Regions from separate parts of the Mus musculus genome. Here region 1 is linked to region 2. Evidence: chromatin contacts called from public Hi-C data. All regions are on one chromosome and are shown on one strand. The core of a region is the stretch at or near the end of the contact, and the rest is flanking DNA. Distances in the headings are between cores, read along the strand shown.

What was found. A called contact is a pair of places that touch in the nucleus more often than the background predicts.
Region 1: a Hi-C map of neural progenitor cells shows a contact between it and region 2, with 4 times the contacts expected there. The contact joins two enhancer-like sites. A contact is called at or near these places in 14 of 39 promoter capture datasets (the 3T3-L1 cell line, the C10 cell line, the HPC-7 cell line and 9 more), 3 of 484 Hi-C or Micro-C datasets (cerebellum, muscle stem cells and neural progenitor cells), 9 of 115 datasets of contacts at active chromatin or transcription factors (T-cell acute lymphoblastic leukemia, astrocytes, embryonic stem cells and 5 more) and 2 of 9 other capture datasets (liver and pancreatic islet).

Annotation. Positions count from the first base shown.
Region 1 is chr7:46,603,519-46,609,341 of GRCm38.p6, reverse strand. The region is part of intron 8 of Sergef (secretion regulating guanine nucleotide exchange factor); the gene reads left to right. Among named protein-coding and RNA genes, the nearest start is that of Sergef, 33 kb to the left of the region's middle. Within about 2 kb of position 2,126, at least 138 of the 459 cell types and tissues checked have an H3K27ac peak or open chromatin away from gene starts, as enhancers often do. A contact at or near this core is called in cerebellum, neural progenitor cells and neural stem cells, where this site is marked.
Region 2 is chr7:46,450,473-46,455,784 of GRCm38.p6, reverse strand. The region is part of intron 10 of Sergef (secretion regulating guanine nucleotide exchange factor); the gene reads left to right. It overlaps LOC115486521 (a long non-coding RNA gene), which reads right to left. Exons shown (of 2, transcript XR_003946767.1): 2 at 1-5,312. It overlaps LOC115486835 (a small nuclear RNA gene), which reads right to left; the gene lies at 5,266-5,312. Among named protein-coding and RNA genes, the nearest start is that of Kcnc1, 57 kb to the right of the region's middle. Within about 2 kb of position 1,559, at least 45 of the 459 cell types and tissues checked have an H3K27ac peak or open chromatin away from gene starts, as enhancers often do. A contact at or near this core is called in cerebellum, neural progenitor cells and neural stem cells, where this site is marked.

The DNA.
Region 1 (5,823 bases), core at 877-3,376, 150 kb before region 2:
CTGCAGGAAGTTGGCAAGTGGAGTGTTCTTATCCTCATTTCACAGGGGAGTTCCCAGTTGATTGGTTGTATCGCCCTGGTCCATGGAAGTGGACAAAGCTTAGCTTGGACTCACTCCTTTTGTCCACATGTGTCACAGAATGCCCTGACTTCATTACTGAGCTACATTTATTCTTCAGAGAAGCACCTTTCTCTAGCTTTGGACAATGGGTACTTTATTGTCCCAAGTGTCTGGGAAGGACATGTAGTTATCTTGGTCCCCTTAGCATTTGTCTATGGGATGCGGAGCGTGTGGACCCTGCACTGTGCTGTGGAATGCAGGGGACTCTGAAGTCCAGAGCTACCTTCAGAAAGCTTGTGGTTGGATGAACAAATTAAATATTTAGGAGATGAATAAAGAGTGTGGTGGGAGGCCAGAGGAGTGGCCAGGACACCAGGGGCTTTGGGGTTTCTGAGAGGCGCTGTGGCGTGAGTCGAGAGGGAAGGGCAAGCGCTTGTGGTTGGGCTTTGGGAAGGTCACACTTCAATAGGTGGAGTGTGTGCAAGTTGGTTCTCTTGTCTTCTCCTTTCCTCTGGTAAGACTCCCAGGCCCCCGGCTCCTCTTTTTACCTTGTGCTGAGTAGGAGGTCTCAGACATCATGGTCTTTTGGAAACAAAATGACTATGCTTTATTGCCCGTTGAGGGAGTCAGCATGTCACAGCACTAGGAAAGGCCCAGGTTTCTCCTGTTACCACGTGGGACCTGGGAATTGACCTCAGGTGTCAGACTTGGTTGGAGGCCGGTGCCCCTTACGTCGAGCTATCTCGCTGGCCCTGTGGTTATTCTTATGGCCACCCCAGTTTCATTCTGTGACAATAAAACTGGCTTAAGAAGTAATCAGGATCGATATATGTGTTCAGACAGTGATTGTCATGCCATGCACAGCTGCCTGATTTCTAATGACAGAAACCAATGAAACAAAGGGGGGTGGGTTGAAAGAACTCAGGCACAGTCACATGCTGGAGCGTCACACTGCCATTCAGAGGCGCGCTCAGGAGACTTAATGCTACAGGGATAGCCTCGCACGGTACTTTCTAATTCTCAGCTAATGTTATAAAAAGATTAGGAAGAAATATACCAGAATATTACCTCTGATAGGTCTGATTAAAGTGCATTTTATTTTCTATGCTAGCAAGGCAAGACTCTTAAAAACTCTCTGGCTCCCCCTTCATTCGTGTGGCCAGTCAGAGGTTGTAGATATTATTCTTTTTAAATTTTACTTTATTTATTATGTGTGCTGAGGGGCAGGGGGAATGCACACGTGGATGGACAGATCTTCCGGTCTGATGGTAGCCTTCGTAAGGCTATTTCAAAAGGAAAGTGAAAATGGCTTACTCTTTCAGGCCAGGACATGATCCCCTTTTAGTGAGTGAGCGCAGCGTGGATGCCCTTGACGAGTCTCCTCCCTGGACCTCAGTTGAGAGGTCACATGGAGAAGAGGCAAGAGGCTGTAGCAGGAGGCGGGAAAAGTGGGCTCTATTTTTGGCTCAGTCATGAGTCAGCTTGATCAGCTTGGGCTCCTTTGGGCATCCGTGAGCCTTTGTTTCCTCATCTGCAGAGGGGACTTGAAAGTCATGAAAGGTCTTGATGCTCCAGAGTGCATCTGTTCCCAAGGACAGAGGGTTCCTTCACTCTTGTGGGGACAGCTGAGGGGCTGAGCCGGTCGACTCTGTCTTCCTTGGAGTTAGGTACTTTTGGCTAAAGGCCAGTGCAGGGTGGGATTGAGTGGGAGCATGGCTAGCTAGCCAAGCTGGGAGGGGGAAATTGACTTCATCTGGCCACTAGAGGGCAGCATTGTTTGATTACATTCCCTTGAGGAGCCTTGGCTTGCGTGCAGGATTCAGAGTCTAGCATTTTAAAGGAAAAAGGACTTTGGAACACACCCTACAAAACATCAATAAATACATAGCAGATGTGAGATGACAGAGGGAAGGATGGCAGAGTGGTCTGCGTAAAGCCACACGTTGCTTTTTTTTTTTTTTGGCCCTGCATTACGTAGCACAGAAGATGGCTGCAGACAGAGCCAAGGGTATGATATGTGGGCCCTATAAAGAGCAGGCATGTGGTTGAGCGCAGGAAGTCAGGCTCCTGCCTGTAGTGTGTGGTGGAGCGCAGGAAGTACGCATGCATGCATGGCTGCCCCTGTCTTCACCCATCTGATGACTGCGTAGATTAAAACCTAGCTTGTGCTGGCTCCTGGGGCTGTCTCCTGCAGATGTTCTTGCTACCTGCCCTCCAAGGTCCGAGGATGGCAAAGCTTTCCAGCAAGCCTTCCAGCTGGTGCCCAAGCTGTTTGAGTTCGTAACTATTTTCCTGGCTTTGCAAGAAGTGTTTGCAACATTGTGTTCCCACCTTCTGGAGGCTTCCTTTCCTCAGCCCTGGGCTAACTTTAGTTTTGATCTGCAAGTGCCCACTTACCTTAAACATTGTGGTAAAGTAAAATTGTGTACTGTCCTGGGAGCCTGGCAGCTAGGCAACCTTGGGCAGGCCACTTCCTCCCAGTGAGCTCAGTCTCCTACTGCAGCTGCGTCATCTTCGCTAGAGGCGAAAACCTGGCATTGTTTTCTTTTTGTTGTTGTTGTGTTTGGCAATGGATACCCATTGATCTGTGGCCTGGAACAGTGCAGGGTGTGTCCGGCGGTGAAGGAAGAGCCACCTTTAGAGTAGGTACATTCACCCATGGGGCATGCCCAGTGCTTGCCTAAAGCCAAGGGCAGCAGGGTCTGCCCACCACCAGATGGCAGCAATGGGCAGGCAGACAGCCTTGGGGACAAGGTGTGTGTGTGTGTGTGTGTGTGTGTGTGTGTACAGCATTTAGAGTAAGAATTAGCAAGGTCAGAGCTGAAGGGATCTCAAATCCTCGCTGGGCTTTGCTCATGAGATGAGCTGAGGTTGGCTCTTTAGCTGGCTGTCCTATGGGAGAGCCGGAGATTGGGGTCTGAGCTAGAAACAGTGGGGAACAGCAGAGATGCACATTTCTTTGGCTGTCTTGATTCCCACCCACCTACACACAGCATGGGCAAAGGGCTCTGTTTTGACCAGGACCTCCCCTCATTAGTTCTCCTTGAGGTCAAGGCTTCCAAAGCCTTGCTGGAGACAGGCTGAAGAGAGTAACATCCAAGGTTGGAGTAGGGGACCGGTGTTTGCCAGGCACCCGTCATATATCAGCACTCTGCCCAGTTCTGGTTTGTCACATACAGATTCCTCGTAGTGTCCTGAGCTAGGATCCCTTGCCCCTGCACTCCACATGCAGTCCAGGGCTTAGCAGGGTTGAGCGGCCTTTTCAAAATAGCATAGATACTTAAGAAACAACGTGGACCTGTGAGCCCCCCCCCCACCCCGGTCTGGTCTCACCTCTCACCACATTATTTCCCCTCCCTGTGACCTCACTGGGTGTGTAGCAAGTGGCTGTCTTACTTTAGATGGACCGGGTAGCTTAGAAATAACAGAACCTTATTTCCCACAGTCCAGAGTCTAGGAAGTGTTACCAAAGTGCTGGCAGTTCCTCTCTGAGTCTACTCTCCTGGCTCATAGGCAGCCATGGCCTCTGACGTGGCAGAGGGGCGAGCACACCGCTAGTGTTCATGAAGACCCCCACCCTCTGACCTTGTCACCTCCACAGGCCCCTCTTCCTCGCACCATCACGTCAGGCCAGGGTTCCAGCCTATTTTAGGAGGATGCTGACGCTCAACCTCTCACGGTTTCCTAGATCTTAGTGCTGGGAGGAACGGAGCCGAAGATAGTGGAAAGAGGATTGTTGTGGCAAGGCCGTCGGCCCCGCTCAGACTCCTCGATGGCCTGGGAAGGGCTCAGAGGTCACTGGCAGAGGCTGGGGAGCCATTCGAGGAAGTCTCCTCTTTCCTGGGGAGGATTGATTTGTTCCAGAAGTGCTCTCAAAGCGGTCAGGCTGTAATTTTGTCGTCATTTTTAGGTTCTTGACACATGACACCATGCTTTGCCCTTTCTCAGAGACCTTGCAGTGTCTCTCTGGAGCTCTCTGATCAGTGACAGCCAGTTCCCTGAAGTGATCTCAGTGCGTGCCAAGAGGACAGTGGCCCATTTTGAGGAATCTTGGAGGAATCTGCTCCTTTTCAATCTGAAAATGATTTTACCTTAGGCAGCTCTGAAGGGTGAGCTCCGAGTTCCAGTTTGTAGTTGCTGGCACCCAGGGTAAGTCCTTTAGCCTCTCTGGGCCTGCATTTTTCTGCCTGTAAAATGAGAGCCATGATCATAACTTCTCTGCCCCACAGGGTTGGGCTGTTCACTTATTCATAGTTTCTGTCTGCATCCCTTCACACACACACACACACACACACACACACACCCCTCTGCCTTGGCTGAGGTTGGGCAGGGTGTTCCCTGCAGGAGGAGGACTGAGAGGCAGTCTCTACAGTGAGAGTACACTGTGGTGTCCACTGCTTGGTGTAGGCCAGGCAAGGTGGGAAGTCATGGGACATGTGCAGGTGTGGTGGAGTGGGTCCACATGTGCTGCCAAAGCAATGCCAGGGGTTTCCATGAGGGACTGAGTGTATGATAACTAGGAGTTGTACAAGGAAGGGCCCTGCCTCTCTGGCTCTTACAGGCTCTTCTGCCCAGGCTTTAGCCATTGGCTCAGAGTGAGGTGCACTGGACTCTAAGGGAGCCCTTTCCTCTAAGGGTTGGGTCACTCTTAGTATCCATGACATAAGGCTTGAGTCTTCTGGCTCCCTGGTCTGTCTTCTGGTCATTTAGCAAGCCATCACGTTTCCTTTCATCTTGTACATTTTATTACTATGTGGATGTGGATGTCTGTAGGGGGCGAGGGTATATATGTGTGAGCGTGTGTGTGCCATAGCACACACGTGACACATGCAGAAGTCAAAAGACAACTTTCAGCAGTCCTATCTCTTCTACAGTATGACTCCCTGGGATTGAACTCTTGTCACCAGGCTTGGCAGCAGGTGCTTTTAACCACTGAACCATCTCGCTGGGGCCTTGGAAGTACCTTAGAGACTTCAATGATAGGGCTTTTCTCCGTAGTCCTCTGAAGAGGTGGGGGTGTTTGAGGGAGGGATCCTCATTTATCAAGGTAAGTCATTCTGCTAGGATTTACATACATCATCTCTTTGATGCCTATGGAAATGTTGTCAGGTAAGGGCCATTCACATCTGACCTGTGAGGAAGGGAGGGTCAGAGAAAGCAGCCCCTGTCCTAATTACTAGCCCTCATTTTGCTCAGGGTCAACTATGAGGGTCACTGTCGTCTTTACAGCTGTGAGGGTCTGACGCAGGGCTAGATATACAAGGGCCTACATAGTTGTTGGGGCCATGTGAACAGGCAGGAAGCGTTTAGGCGTCTAGTCCCCAGCCATATTCTTACCTTGAGTTTCGCGTGCGCCTCCCTGCCTGGTTGACGGAAGGCTCCCTCCCACCTTTTGTTTCTTCTCTGCACACTCTCCCTTTCTGGTTGCTGCTGTCAAGGGTTCAGTTCTGTTTTGTTGTTTGTTTGTTTATTTATTTATTTGCCATTTTGGTGAAAATGCAGAGTCTTGATGCTATCTCATCTTGGACTGGACCACCAACCAGAGTACACATGGAGAGGCTCCGGCTCCATGGCTCCGGCTGCATATGTGGCAGAGGATGGCACTGTTGGGCATCAGTGGGGAATGCCAGGGTGAGAAGGAGGGGGAACACCCTCATGGAGGCAGGGGGGGGAGGGACAGGGGGTTTCTAGAGGGAAGACCTGGAGAGGGGATAATATTTGAGATGATAATAAAGAAAATATCTAATAAAAGAAAAAAAAAAC
Region 2 (5,312 bases), core at 310-2,809:
TCTAACAGACTGGTCAGAGAAGGCAAGGGATGGGACAGGGAGATAACTCAGGTATAATGAGCCAGGTATAGCCTATGGTTAGGAGTCTTAAGATAACTGTCATGGAGGGTTCTATTTTCAAGAGACTCCAGTCTTATAGCAACAGCTTGGCGCTTAGTTGGCAGAAGGTCAAGGGAGTAGAAACAGAGTCAGGGTCCTGATCTCTTACTTTGAGCTTCCCTTTGGCTTCTAGGCTCATACTCCTCTAGTCCAAAGCACAGAGGTCCTATTGCTGCTCCAGAGCAGAACTCAGCCTGGAGTGTCTCATAGGGAAATAGGTTCCCTTTCTGGGTCAGTATGATTTGGGAGTGTAACCTCACTCTAGAAACATCTTCTTCTGATCTTCCATTCTTCAGTGAGCAGAGTTAGGGGAGACCATGAAGGGAGAATTCTGGAACTTTGGTTTCCTTTAAAACACAAGAATGTGTTTTTGTTTTCATGCCAGGTGTGGGGAAATGGGGCTGCTTTGGACTGACTGCAGCAGATGACTATGATTTGCCTCAAGCTCTAACAGAGGTGCGACTTTGCCAGCTGCAGATCATTTCTGCATCTGTGTGACATCTGGAATTCAGGGATTTTTTTCAGAGAGTAAATGAATATAAATGCTAGGGCCCTGAGAGGCGGGGTCAGTGGTTGTTGGTCATTTGGCGGGGGGATTAATTGTGGTTTGTTAGTAGTCATGCTCAAAGGAAAAGAAGAAATTGGATTCAGATCTTTCTACCTCTCTCTATCTCCCCCTCCTCAGGGAGGGGAGGAATAAAGAGTGGGAAAAAGAACACACGAATTAGCAAAGACCAGCAGCTACAAGTAAAGAAAGGACATGAAGAAAGAAGTTAGACTCAAAGTTCTATCTCTTTCCCCCTATCCTTTCTCTCTTATCCAGTGATAGGGGTAAATCTGGGAGGGACAAAGGGTGGGAAAAAGAAGAATCCACAAAGTAGCAGAGAACCAGCCACAGGACAGTGGTGACAGGAGGTGAAGGATCTGCCTCTACTTCTTTGCAGTCTGGCTCCCCAGGCCCTTGATTCCATTTCAAACTCACGCTGTGAACATGCCACCCTCCGGGCCACCATTTGGAAAAGCCGATCTCAGCCTGACACTCACTGCCTGTAAATGGCGTAGAATTAGGCTAATCAGTGGCTCTTAATTTCCCAACAAATGCGGGTGCTGTGCTAATTGCCAGGGTCCACACCGGCAGATCCCCAGTTGGCGGCATCAAATAAGAGAAGTGGTAATTTGGGGGCTGGAGTGGGGGAAGGCCTGCTTTGTTGGCTGAGCCAGTTAAAAACTCTATTAGGCCACATGAGCCGAAGCAGAGCCAGCCAGAGCCTGGCCCTCTTGATCAGCCAGGGAATTGGGTGAGTAGCCCCCAGAGTGCATGCTGGAACTGAACCTCCTCAAAGATGTCCGGCATCTCCTTGTCCATGAATAGATTTGTTCTGTTCTTATTCATGGTGGAAGATTTCACCAGCAGCATGGCAGGGCAGGGCAGCCCATCAGGGATAAAGCATCCCCAACCTTGGTCTGCTGTTACCATGGCAACATGGCATTTCCAGACTCTCCAGGCAACCTTGTGGCATCTGCTGCTGTAAGCGATTCATGTGGAAAAGGGCCACGGCTCCTTCTCCCGAGAGAACAAGCTATGAAGGCAGGGCACCATTCACTGGAGGGGCCAGGGTCTCAAAGGAAGTGGCTCTTCAAGTCAGCCTGTCTACTCCAGTCTGGGGGCAGAGGGCAAAGCTGCCAGGTCAGAAGAGATTGAGGACACAGAACAAACAAAGGCTGGTTGTGGAGCATGTGCACAATGCTGACAGTTTGGCTAGGTGGCAGGACAGACACTGATGGAGAAGGCATGGTCACTTTTGCCCTGTTGAAACCTGCCACTTTAGCTCTGCCTGACAAACCCTGACCTTACCTTCATTGTATCTTCATTGTTATATTCTGATGCCTTCCCCACCTGAGCTTCTGGACACACATGCCTTCCTTTGAGTGGGCGTTCCTCCCCTCCTGTCTCTGTTCCCTGTTGTATGTTATCACTCCAGCGCTCCCTAGCTTCCTTGAAGCTCTACTCTTCCTCTGTGGGGATGCAGAGAGAAAATGCTTAGTCTAGGTCAGGCAGGGATCCAGAAGCCGTGAGACACAGGTTAAGAACTCAGGATCCAGGCAGGCTGAGCCTCGATTGTTTCCTGGCTTTCCCACTGCTTGGAGGTGAGCCTAAGCCTCAACTAAGCCCCACCTTCTTCTTCTTCTTCTTCTTCTTCTTCTTCTTCTTCTTCTTCTTCTTCTTCTTCTTCTTCTTCTTCTTCTTCTTCTTCTTCTTCTTCTTCTTCTTCAGGGTGAAATGAACTCAGATCGGACATCCTTACCCTAGGTTCTTAGGGTAGTGAGATGTCAGAGCAGAAGTCTAGTGTGGAGTATCATTAAGCGTTAGTTACTTTCCTTAAAAACGAGACTCATTCCCCTCTACACCTTTCTCCTTTGCTCATACGAGGCACTGAAATAGCACTTTATGTGGAGTTGCTATCAGGTGGATATCTTTGCCTGGCTGGATGCTCTTGTGATGGAAAGGAGTCATCCACATTGGTGGCTACACACTCCTGTCTGGTGTTCGTAGCATCGACACTGCGTGCAGGGCTGGGGCCCTGTCAGGCTGAGTCTGTCCTGAAGCTCGGCTTGCCCAGTAAAGTCTGGTCCCTTTGTTAGATGCTCCATGGCCTAGGATGTCAACCGTGGACCTCCGTGAAGGAACGTAGCTCCTTTCCTCCCTGTGGGAACAGCCGGCATTCATAGTCCCTAAAACCTAACTTTATGATCAGCAAAGGATTTCCGTTCGCTCTCTTGAAGTGAATAGGCCCTGAAACTGTCAGCAGCAAGAATGGCTTATTCAGTGGATAAAGTCTCTGCATCTTTATCACAGGGCACTTCCTGTCTTAACCCACACAGTAGGGAGTCTGGAGAAGGCCTTGTTCTCATCTTCTGATCATACCTCTGTTGGTCCTCCCCAGGAAGGAAGGCTTTGGTATGTGTAGCTCTTTTCAAATGATCCCAGTGAGATAAAGCATGTGAGCTTAGCCTCAGAGCATCTTGTATTGGATCATGATGCCCCATCACTTACAAGCTGGCAGCCATTCTCCTGGAGGTGCTCGTGTGCTACCATCCTGCTTCAAGTGTGTGCTGGGGCTGATGGTGCCTGGAGGGTCTGACATTTTGAGTGACAGGTGAGGGGCATTTTCCCAGGAGCCATCTCTAAGTCAACATGGCTGCATGTGCCGCTGGGCTGAGGATGCACGCCTGAGTATGGCAATAGCACACTGTTTTCAGGAGACAGAGCTCAGCAGAGCTGGAGAGTCACTTGGGGCCACTGAAGCTGATTCGTTCTGTCTTCAGGTGCTAGAACAGAGACCATGAGAGACCATGACTTACCCAGCCCCATCTACCAAGCAAGTGTAAAGCAAGCCTTGGATCTGACGCCAGCCTTTAGGTTTAGCACTGCACTGCTGTGACAGTGTTAGATGTCTGCCTTCATTGGAATTGATTTTAAAACATTAGGTAAAGAAAGAGGAAGGGTCTGGGGAGCTGGTGCAGTGGGTAAGGCATTCGCCCCAGAGCCTGGAGACCTGAGCTCAATTCCAGAACCCACAGAGAAGTGGAGGAAAGAGTCAGCTCCTAAAGTTCTTCTGTGACCTCCACACATTGTTCTGTGACCGTGCACACCATGCAACTGCGCACACGCACACTCATATACACACTCTCTTAACTGGTTTTTCAGGGAAAGGGAGTTTTTCAGAGACGTATGCCTCAGACAATCAACAGACTTTTTTTTTAAAATTAGGTATTTTCTTCATTTGCATTTCAAATGCTATCCCAAAAGTCCCCCATACCCACCCACTCCCACTTCTTTGCCCTGGCGTTCCCCTGTATTGAGGCATATAAAGTTTGCAAGACCAAGGTGCCTCTCTTCCCAATGATGGCCGACTAGGCCATCTTCTGATACATATGCAGCTAGAGACACGAGCTCCGGGGGTACTGGTTAGTTCATATTGTTGTTCCACCTATAGGGTTGCAGACCCCTTTAGCTCCTTGGTACTTTCTCTAGCTCCTCCATTGGGGACCCTGTGTTCCATCCAATAGCTGACTGTAAGCATCCACTTCTGTGTTTGCCAGGCCCCAGCATAGCCTCACAAGAGACAGCTATATCAGGGTCCTTTCAGCAAAATCTTGCTGGTGTATGTAATGGTGTCAGCGTTTGGAGGCTGATTATGGGATGGATCCCCAGGTATGGCAGTCTCTAGATGGTCCATCCTTTCATCTCAGCTCCAAACTTTGTCTCTGTAACTCCTTCCATGGGTGTTTTGTTCCCAATTCTAAGAAGGGACAAAGTGTTCACACTTTGGTCTTCGGTCTTCTTGAGTTTCATGTGTTTTGCAAATTGTATCTTGTATCTTGGGTATTCTAAGTTTCTGGGCTAATATCCACTTATGAGTTCTTTTGTGATTGGGTTACCTCACTCAGGATGATGCCCTCCAGGTCCATCCATTTGCCTAGGAATTTCGTAAATTCATTCTTTTTAATAGCTGAGTAGTACTCCATTGTGTAAATGTACCACATTTTCTGTATCCATTCCTCTGTTGAGGGGCATCTGGGTTCTTTCCAGCTTCTGGCTATTATAAATAAGGCTGCTATGAACATAGTGGAGCATGTGTCCTTCTTACCAGTTGGAACATCTTCTGGATATATGCCCAGGAGAGGTATTGCGGGATCCTCCCGTAGTACTATGTCCAATTTTCTGAGGAACCGCCAGACTGATTTCCAGAGTGGAAATCAGAGTACAAGCTTGCAATCCCACCAACAATGGAGGAGTGTTCCTCTTTCTCCATATCCTCGCCAGCATCTGCTGTCACCTGAGTTTTTTGATCTTAGCCATTCTGACTGGTGTGAGATGGAATCTCAGGGTTGTTTTGATTTGCATTTCCCTGATGATTAAGGATGCTGAACATTTTTTTCAGGTGCTTCTCAGCCATTCGGTATTCCTCAGGTGAGAATTCTTTGTTTAGCTCTGAGCCCCATTTTTAATGGGGTTATTTGATTTTCTGGAGTCCACCTTCTTGAGTTCTTTATATATATTGGATATTAGTCCCCTATCTGATTTAAGATTGGTAAAGATCCTTTCCCAATCTGTTGGTGGCCTTTTTGTCTTATTGACGGTGTCTTTTGCCTTACAGAAGCAAAAATATGGAACGCTTCACGAATTTGCGTGTCATCCTTGCGCAGGG